2 separate regions of the Arachis hypogaea genome follow, and region 2 is linked to region 1. Evidence: chromatin contacts called from public Hi-C data. All regions are on one chromosome and are shown on one strand. The core of a region is the stretch at or near the end of the contact, and the rest is flanking DNA. Distances in the headings are between cores, read along the strand shown. Region 1 holds the start of LOC112750833. Region 2 has its middle 4.4 kb from the start of LOC112747180.

Region 1 (5,408 bases), core at 1,640-4,139:
CAAAAAACACAATTTTATCATCTGAAAAACTACCAATGAATCAATATTGGATTTCAAGGCCACTCTTTTCCTTTTTGTGTCTCAGTTCATGTGGGTAGTTTTATACGTTTCAACTCATCATATGACATTTTGTTCAGATTGCTACTTTTAAAGATGACAGTTGCTTTTGTTTTCCACTCTTTGGTGAGACTTCTAAGTATCTTCCTCACTAACACTTGTTCGGTATGGGTCATCCCCATAGCATCAAAGCTATTGATAATGATTGAGAATCTCTCAAACATCTCATCGATGGTTTCTCCTTCCTTCGTTGTGAACATTTCCTATTCCTTTCTTAACATATCGATCCTTGTTTTCTTGACTTGTTCGGTTCCGTCATGAGTGACTTGGAGTTTATCCCAAATCTCTTTTATTATTTTGCACCTTGATACCTTCCGGTGTTCTCCAAAACTAATTGAGCAATGCATCATGTTGATTGCCTTTGCGTTTAGCTCCACCTTCTTCTTATCTTTGTTGTTCCATTCGGCTTCTTCTTTGGGAGTTACCACTCCTTCTGCACTTATTTTTGTTGGAACTTTCAAACTATTCATAATGATCTTCCAAATATTGTAATCAATGAATTGCACAAATATCATCATTCTCTCCTTTCAGTAGGTGTAGTTCTTGCCATTGAAGAAGGGAAGTCTATTGTTGGACGGACCCTCAGTGAGTGTTTAAGCCATTATGTTCCCACCCAAATTATTGGCCATTAGATCTTTGCTCTAAGCTGTGAAACTTGATTCCTTGAGACCTGACTCTGATATCAATTGAAGGTTATCAATGGCCTAGAGAAGGGGAGTTGAATCTATGGCCACTTTAATTTTTGTACACTTAACTTGAAACTGAATTTTACTCAGTGTTGCTGTTGAGTCTACTATGTTAATTATGCAGGAGACAATTTTGTTTTGTCTCTTAACGATTAATCAGGAATAGAGCAAACAGGTTACTTTTAAGCAAACTGGGTTGTTGTGACTTCTTCTAAGTTGATTATGCAGAAAACAATTTTATTTTGTCTCTTATCAAAAGAAACCAATAACAGAGCAGAGAAGAGATACACAGCCATATATCCTGGTTCAACCATCTTATGTAATGTAGCCTACATCTAGTATCTACCACAACAGTGGTAGAATTTTCACCATCTTTCACAAAGATTACAATCACCAATTTTCTATTATTCTATGCAATTCTATCTGGGACAAACCAAACTTCTACCCAAGCTTGATTTGGCTATGTTCACTCTCTAGACTTTTAACCACTAAGTACTCACCCAACTTAGTAAGAAAATCTCCTCAGAATCATGAATACAAAACAGAAATATAAACAAAAGAGTTTCAAATAATTTTATGGCTTTTCTCTAAGAATACTCTCTTTGTCTTTTCTCTCAATGTCTTTTCCTATTACCTCACCTACTCACCTAATGTCTTTTTTCATTAATAAGAAACAAAAAAAGATAAAAACTGAAGATTAGAAAATTCAATATAAAGCCATGGAGAAGAAAAAGGGATAGCTTGAAAGCTATGAATATCCAAATAGTGTGCTCACTCTCCTTACTTCAATTTCTGGCCGTTTACCCATTTTAAAGAAGAGTAAAGCTTCCAAAATTTGATCTTGGTTGAACACCTCTGACTTGTTCTTCTTCCTCAAAATCAGAGTAGTCACGCAGAGAAGAGATTTGATAGCAGTAGTGATTAGAGTTGGCATGCATCCTTACCTTGTTGCTTCTCTTTTTTCATTTTTCTTTTGGCTTCAAAGATCTAAGTCATTCATCCATTCTTTGACTCCAAGTTTTATTTTTGACCTTTGATTGGTAGCAATGATACACAACATCTATTTTTTCATCTTACCCAAATAATGCATGCAGGAGGAAGGCAACTTCAACAAACTGCAATGAAAGTACAAAGATGAAAATATTGTTCTAATTTTCTTCTAATTCAACATTTGATTTGCTTTTTACTTTTGTGTACTAGCTTCTGACTTTTTTTTTTCTTCTTTCTTCTTTGTTGTTTGGATTTAGTAATCACCTTTTTTCTTTTGATTGAACCCTAAGCTGAGCAACCCTTTTTTACTTGTGAGAGTTCTCTTTCTTCTTTAATTTAGGGTTAGTCATATGGGTCACAAATTAAAGAGATATGAGAGTGTTTGATCATTTGTTTATAGACCAGAGAGAAGAAAAGTATGCTGTTTAAGAGGATTTTGGGCCTATTACACTAAACATACAATTGGACTTTTAACCCAAAATTATAATATTTAGTTAATTATCATCAAATTATTATTTTTATCTTCTCAAACTTAACATAAAGGAAAAGAAAATTAATCAAGATTACCTAATTTTTTTTAAAATAAACAATTATTAATGCATTATTTTTTTTTCCGAAAATATTTGTTAACAAAAAAAATTAGCCAAAACTTATCTTATTTAATATTCGTTAATTATTATAATAATTAATAAATGTTAAATATGACAAATTGTGGCCATTTTTTGTCTTCCTAACATTACCGTTTTCTTTCCATGATATCTTCCAACTCGGCAGGTCAATGACTAATCTGTCGTGAATCAAAACTTCATTTAAAGATTTGTCATTGGCTAATAGGTTACTGCATGCACAGATGACAGAGCAGGATTCAAATTCTGACACTCTTTTAAACCAACTAGTGAGCTAACTCCTAAACCAATCCAATTTGATTATTATGGGTTGGTTATGATGTTTTAAATTTTTGGTATATTTTGATATATAAGTATATTACCCAAATTTCAAATCCAACATAATCGTCACCAAAAAAAAAAGTCCAACATACTCCAACCCAATTTTTTTTTGTCATAACCCAACCCATATTAATATATATTTTTTTATTTAGTTATTATGTGCTACTTGCTTGCTCTTCTTGGCTTGTGTTTTTCAAAGCATAGCAGAGGAAGGAAATGGCTAATATTGCTAACAGCATCGTCTTTGGTGCACAACTTCCTCAATCTCCGTTTCCATCATTACCCGTTTCAAATTCTCTCATTTTCACCCAAAAACGCAAACTTTATCATAATTGCTCCAAAACCAACCGCATAACAATCCCTTTCCCTTCTTCTTCTTCTTCTTCTTCTTCTTCATCACCGTTCAGCAGCAAGTGTTGTTGCTATGTGTTGGCGTGTCTCCCTCAACCACATGCTTCTGATTCATCATCATCATCAACTTCTTCTAATTCCAATAGCAAACCAAGTTCTTCTTCTGCTGCTCCTCCTTCAACTAAGCTCTATGTTAGTGGTTAGCTACTTTAACTACACCTTTTCAATTTTCTTATTCAAAATTCGACCTACAGTTGCAAAGATGATAACTTTCCCTTGTTTTGTTTTATGGGTCTGGCCAGTTGGGTTGAATTAGTGGCAAAATTAGGGGGAATATCTTTTGATTTGCTTATACATATGAATAGTTTTATCATTGGAAGCCTTTGATAATAGCTTAGCTTAAATTGTATTGATGGTAACGTGGTTGCTCTCATTCGGAGGAATTGGATGCTGTAATGGTGTCAGTTGTTAATATGCATTACAGAAGTGGAAGGCTTTTTTCTTTTTATAAAGTTAGGACGAATGATGACTGTGAATGACTTTAATTCTTTTTTTTTTTTTTCTCTTTAAGAAAAGTGATTATGAGTAATTAATCTATCTCACATTAGGTGTTTTTCATCATGTTATTTTTCTTTTACATATAACTATTAGGCCTGAAATAGAAAACTGTTGTCCAATACAACTTAGACTCTTTGCCTATTTCATCTACAAACACCATGGTGGTCAAGTGGTAAGCAAGCTCATTTCCTCGCATTTGTCCCGTGTTTTAGTTCTAGGAGCGGACGAGTCCTGTGCTCATATTCGTAGCCATAGTTCCTCAAGCTGAGTTAATCGAATACCTAATAATAGAGTAAAGCAAACAATGCTCATTTCATCTAGCAGCACAATTTCTAGTAAAGGTTGATTACTATTTTTTTTTTTTTTCATTGCAACTGCATTTCCTCCGAACTGAACTTCAGCGCTTCATTGATATGCTGTGATTCCTTGTGATTTCATTCCATTGCCATCTCGCCATGTTGAATAGCTTTGTTTCTGAGACTTTGATATTGTTTATTTGCATCTACTTTATATATCTTGTTTCCTTTTCTATTTCAGGGTTATCTTTTCGAACCACTGAAGAAAGCTTGCGAAATGCATTTATGAATTTTGGTCAAGTTTTAGAAGGTAGGAACAGAAAATGCTGAAGTACTTTTTTTATTTTATTTTATTATGCTATTTGTTGGTAATGGTAGTACTTTTTAATAATTGTAATGTATGCGCATAACTTTGAGCAGTGAATTTGGTGATGGATAAAATTGCAAATAGACCAAGAGGGTTTGCATTTCTTAGATATGCAACTGAACAGGAATCTCTGAAGGCTATTGAGGGAATGCATGGAAAGGTATGAATTTGAATTATTTTTTCCTATAATAAATTCCTCACCGCAATTTATAAATTATCATATTCATGAGAGCAACGTGGATTTAGAGGACTAGTTTGTTTTGATCTAATTGTAGCAAATTGCCGTTGTTAACTAGCTTAATCGTAGTTAGAATCTGACATGCTTAAATATGGCACAAGATAGACATGGAACTTTAGATAGATTATGTAATTAATTGAGTAGTGTCTCAGAAATTTGAAGACTTATGTAATTGTTTATAGGATAAACTACACTGACCTCTCTGGTAATTTAATATAGCTACGCTCACTTCTGCTCTAGTTGTTATACTTACATTACGTCCTTTCTAGATTTTACTTTAGAACATGAAATAAGGTTATTTTTGTTGTTTAATTTGTTCAAGTGTTTAGAAATTTACAAAAAGGCCTTTTGTAATCATGTGTTTGCACATAACTATTTTATTACGAAAAATCTTAATTGAACAAAATAAATAAGTATGGTGAACATAAGTTGGATAATTAGAGGAAAGGTGGAGAGGTTAGTGTAATTATGAATCTCAGGGAAGGTTAGTGTAAGTTACCATCCCTCTCACAATGCCAATATTATGATTTATCAAAAAAATTATAACTAGAATGTGTATCTTGAAGTAGCACTAAAAGGGAAAGGGGCAGGGATTGATGTAATTACTTGGAACTTTCTTGGAGGGAAGGGAAGGTATCAAGCTTTAACTCAAATCATTGCTTCAGCTTTATATCCTATTCCTATGGATCTATACTTTATATCCTTCAATAGGGTGAAACTGAAATTTGTGGCAGTCAAGTTTAATCTTCCTGTTACTCCCTCTGTGAGATTATTAAAGGATCTCAAGAAGCTGATTTTTCTTTAACCCCCGAATACTCTATCCAGAAATCTTATAGATTCAGGCTTTAACTGTATACT
Region 2 (5,408 bases), core at 2,141-4,640, 82 kb after region 1:
TATGCATGTTGACTATCAACTTCTGCAATACGGCGCCTTGAACCTCCTTAAAAAATTAGATGCTATGTGTCTACGCAAAACATGTAGATAACTCTCAGAAGATCTCATAATCCATTACTATGTGCTGTTGATGAACTAATAGAATTGTGTCGATTAGAGATAAGCACAACACCGTCTTGAGTTGCCACATGTGTGCGCAAATGAGTAAGAAAGAAGTGTATATCATGTATCAGAAGTCTCGCCCTTTAACAACGGCAAACATAAGAGGCATAATATTACCATTGTCATCCTAAGAAAATGCAACTAATAGAGCTCCTTTGCATTTTTCATACAGATGTGTGCCATCTATTTATACAATTAGTTTGCAGCTCCTAAATACTCTAATGCAAGGGTAAAAGATTCAAAATACTTGCGCTAGTATCCTAATATTCTGGACCATTTCATCTTCTCGGTATGCTGGTGTAGTTTCAATCTCGACTGCTGTTGACGACTCTTTTTGTACCATTGCTTCAAACCACGTCGGTAGAACTTATAAGAAGCTTCCCAACCACAAAAAATTTTCACAATTGCCTTTTGTTTACTAACTATGCTTTGCGATAACTTATTATATAATTGAATTTTGACTTCACTTCAATAATTACAGATTTTACCTTTAAAAATGGATCAGCTTCAACTAATAGCTGTATCACCTCTGCAATCATGTTTGAGTTTAGCTTGGCACGATCTTGAGAAATTATAGTTTTGGTGTATGTGTGTCTACCATTATATCGTCTTATAACCGAACAAAACTTTCTCTTAATAAGACTATCCCAGATAAATCGATAATTGCCACTTGTATCCGTGTTTGCTGGTAGATCGAAAACATCTCTTGCATACTTGTTTCGTCAGCCACATACATTATTTGAAATTAAACAAAACCACCAACTACTAACATAAGTTGTTTATAAAGAATATTTGTGACTCTCTTTAATATTTAATTATCAACATATTGACAAAATATACTCTTAAATTTTTCATATGGTATTACAAAAGAAAAAACATCACATAGATTTTTATATACAAAACTCACACCCTTAGATGTTTGAAAAAAAATATGTCATTTATAGTATATTTTTAAACTAACACTTCTCTTTATTTTTATACTATTACACTTTCACACTTAAAAAAAAAACACTCTCAAACTCAATCTAACAAATCCATTTTTCGTTTTATAATACCCTAGTTATATTTTTTGAGGAGTGTTAGGGCCAGTAATTTTTGTGTTTTGTAACCATCAATTGGCCATCAATAGTGTTTTTAATGGTGTGAGATTACATCCAATGGTGGGAGATCACTCACTTTTCTTTTGATGGTTAAGTGCTGGCCACAAAACACAAAAGTTGCTGCCCCATAGACTTTTCCATATTTTTTTAATCAGAAAAATACAATATGTCCCACAATAGGTCCTTGTGTATTGTATTTTTAAATATTTGAAAATAAAAAGAATTCTGCTACTGCAATTCGCCCCTATGAATTTGTCTCTCTTCTCCCCCCTCAAATTTAAAAAAAAAAATACAATAAAATTTAATAATTGAGTGTTACACTAAAAATTGGTCATTATTTAAAAAAATTGCTTGGCTTTTGATAATAAATATATTAGTTCAAGTTTATTTCTAATTTTAAGAAATATGTCACCGATGCCATTGTTAACTCCATGATATTTCAAAAATATATTTTGATAATTAATAAATTTAAATATAATTTAATAATTTTATTAATGTGTTATTTAGTGTTCAAGTGTAAAATGTACTAAGAAATATTTCTTTATATAATATAAATAAATTAGGTATTTTTTGAACCAGAATATAACCTTTGAAGTTAAGTTGAGTAAACAAGACCATCTGCAACAAATACACTACAAAATTTCGATATATGATAACAGGCATCGGCACAAGCAAAATATATTGGCCTTCACCATCTTTTTGAGGAGACAAAGACAAAAGAAGAGTTAAATGGAACTTTAATACTCTTTGTCTATATATATAAAATTCAAAACCCTAGAAGATGTGCTGAAAATTTTTATTTTTTTGTTTTGTATTGCTTTCTTTTTCATTTTTCTATCTTAAAAGAATTTTTTTTTCAAGTTGTAATCTAGGCAAATTACATTTTTATATTAGACGAGATTACATTCTATATGAGGGTAGTTTATGTTCATCTTATAACATATTTGAACATTCTCAAAACACAAGGGGAAGTTCTCAAACTAAATTATTAAGTTTATGAAGTTCTTCAACACCCTAGTTATAGCTACTTTTTGAATTAAATATTTTTCTTTGTAACTTGATCTAGTAGTGACTTTTAGTATTGAAAAAATTAAAAAAAAATATCTAAAGTTATTAGGGTAGATTGTAGTCTAATCTGAGTCTTGCATAAGGTTAGAAAATAAAGTTTTTAAGTTGATAGAGTATTTAACCTAAATCACTTTTAACTTGAGATGGAAATAATAGAATATTTAAGATTCTTAGATTGGTGAGGAGACGATTTGAGTCACTTTATAATCTTAAAAAGAATTAAAAAAATACTATTTACGTTCTTAGGTTGGTGAAATATCTAATTAAAGTCTTACCCAAAAAAATCATTAGAATTTTAAAAGTTCTTGAATTTGATTATCATTCAGTTTGAGTAAAGTTATAGGATAAAAAAATTTCTCTACAAATAATATCTTCTATACACTTATTGTATAAATGAAACTCTTGAGCTTCTTAATTAGGACAAAACATAAATATATTAGGCCAAATTAATATTTATTATACTTCTTCTAAATCATTATCTCATCTATTTATAATTTATTTATTTATTTATCTTAATTTCATAAGCTATTTTCTGTTACATATGAGATAACTAAAAAATATTTTAAGAGTTGTTTGAAATCTGTGAAGATCTCAGAAAGTGTTTCCTTAAAATTTGGTATCTGATAATCTATTTTAAAGAACTTAAAATAAGATTACCAATCTATACTAATATATATTTGCTGCATACAAGTTTTGGGATTTGAAGCGTCTTTAAATTTTTATTTCAGATAAAAAATTAAAGTATGATTCAACTCCTTCTCTTATACGTTTCTTATAATTTCAGCCATGGCGGTTGGTAATGTATGTATTTAATTATTATTTTATTTTTTGTTCTTAAAATAAGCGGAGCAATGACATGGCTGTTGGGAATAATAAATCAAGCACATAAGGTTGAGGAGAAGATATTATCTCCGAAGAAAAACCAAACCAACAAACAATGATTGTATAAAAAATATCAATGATTTTTAATATGGAAAATACTATGAATGAGGAGCAGCCACCTGGCGAGAAAACTATATCTAGTAATTATCACAATCAAATGATCAATCAATGAATAATATAAGTCATGCTGTTTGTGCGTTCTTGTGGGGAATACCTTATACCAATCCCGTAAACGTGGCGGGTGCCATTATACTCTGCTTTTCCATTGTCACTGATCCTTAATCCTGGCAAAACTCTTAAATAGAGTTAAATACTGTAATAAATTAGTTTTTAATTTGTCGAAAAAGATATTGTAAAAAAAAAAATTAAAAATCTCTTCATTTTGATATCCAAAATTGTGTCTACTCCTATATTATATAACTGCTTTTTTTTTTTTAGTGTAGAATGAGAATTCTTTTAATTTCCCCTCTTGTTTTTAATTTTTCTTTTCTTTATTGTTTAGCAAAAAAATATAAAATATAAAATTATTTTTAAAAACATTTAAAAGAGTAGAATGAAAATCAAATAGAGAATTCTAAATATAAATAAAACATAAAAAATGCTACTTTTAAAATTGTAGACTAAATTACGTACTCTTTTCTTTTTTTTGTTTAATGTTGATATCTACTCTAAAACTAAGTTTTATATATATACTCCTCTTAAATTTGATATTGTTACTCTTATTTTTATATTTTTATCAAATTATTCTTTATTTTTTATTTTTTATGGTGATTGAAAAATTTTTCATTGTAAAGAATTAAAGATCGATAATTTAAAAATAATATATAATAAATAAATAGTATTATTGATTAAGGAGAATCAATATCCATATATATATATATATATATATATATATATATATAGGAAATGTGATTTTGACAAAATATATGGTAGCAAATGACCAATGTTGGTGGGGATAGGGAACCCTTCTTTGTATAATAACCAATCATGGCCTTCATGGGACGCTTGTGTCGTAACTAGTAGTAAGGATCTTTTATGGGTACGAGCGTTATCACTTTCACTCTTATTCTCCTTATTCTCTACAAATCAATTTAAACCAAGCAATCTAATGACTACATGTTTTGGATTTGACTACTTTTTTGAAATTTTTTTTTTTGGGTAAATTACGTTTTTTCTTTCTTAATGTTTAACTTTTTAAAATTATATCTAATATTTAATTTGATTTAATTTAATTTTATTCTTAATATTTTAAAAAATAATCAATTTTACCCTTCTATTTTAAAATATTAAGTATATAACTAAATCAAGTTACTCCTCACATATCCTTCCACGCTGGACTAGACGAAATGACATTAGTTTATCTTTTACGCTAAATACTTGATGGAATGATATTATTTAACCTTAATGAATCATAAAACGTCTTATGTCCCAAAAAAATATAACCATTAAAATTAAACAATGTTGTTTCATCAAACATCTAGCACTAAAACTAAAACTAAAACGTAGAATTTTGAGAATCTTTTCAATGTCAGTAACTAATTTTAAGTGTGTACTCTCTATGAAATTTAGATATTTTAAATTGAGAAAGTTAATAAAGTGATAAAATGAGGGATATTAATCATTATTGATTTTGTAATTTTCGTAAAATATGTGCTCCATTATTGATTAACTTCTCACTTTACCACTTTACTCATTTTTTCTCACCTTAGATAATTTTGATTCCTCTCAGCATGGTTTTAGAGTTCTATTTTATTTTTGCTGAAGGGGTGGATTTTTGGAGGTTCTGTTTTGCACACTGGTGCTTTTTGGAGTTCAAAACTAGATAACCAGATTTGCAAGGATGTTTACAAAGCCCAAATAATAAATCGGATTATATAATTATATTGGACTTTATTCACTGCCCAACGAATTAATCAGTCTACCTATAATGATGGGCACTTTCTATGGCCCAAAATTGTAATAGAAAAAGAAATAGAAACTACAATCCACATCTAAACAGGTTTGTTCTCCTGACCCAAAAACAGATAAAATAGGTTTGTTCTAAACACAAAAAACTCTATATATTCGGCAGGGACAAAGTTTTATTATTATTATTATTATTATTATTATTATTATTATTATTATTATTTTATTTTTTTTTTTGGCAAAAGAGGGACAAAAATAGAAAAAGAATAAATAAATAAAAAACATTTTTTT

What was found. A called contact is a pair of places that touch in the nucleus more often than the background predicts.
Region 2: a Hi-C map of leaf shows a contact between it and region 1, with 2.8 times the contacts expected there. The contact joins the enhancer-like site here to the promoter of LOC112750833 in region 1. A contact is called at or near these places in 4 of 8 Hi-C or Micro-C datasets (leaf and an unstated tissue).

What each region holds. Positions count from the first base shown.
Region 1 is chr15:136,447,530-136,452,937 of arahy.Tifrunner.gnm2.J5K5, forward strand. LOC112750833 reads left to right here and starts at 2,890. Exons shown (of 4, transcript XM_025799705.3): 1 at 2,890-3,290; 2 at 4,187-4,255; 3 at 4,366-4,472. The coding sequence starts at 2,957.
Region 2 is chr15:136,528,596-136,534,003 of arahy.Tifrunner.gnm2.J5K5, forward strand. No RefSeq gene overlaps it. Among protein-coding and RNA genes, the nearest start is that of LOC112747180, 4.4 kb to the right of the region's middle. Within about 2 kb of position 3,391, at least 1 of the 3 cell types and tissues checked has open chromatin away from gene starts, as enhancers often do.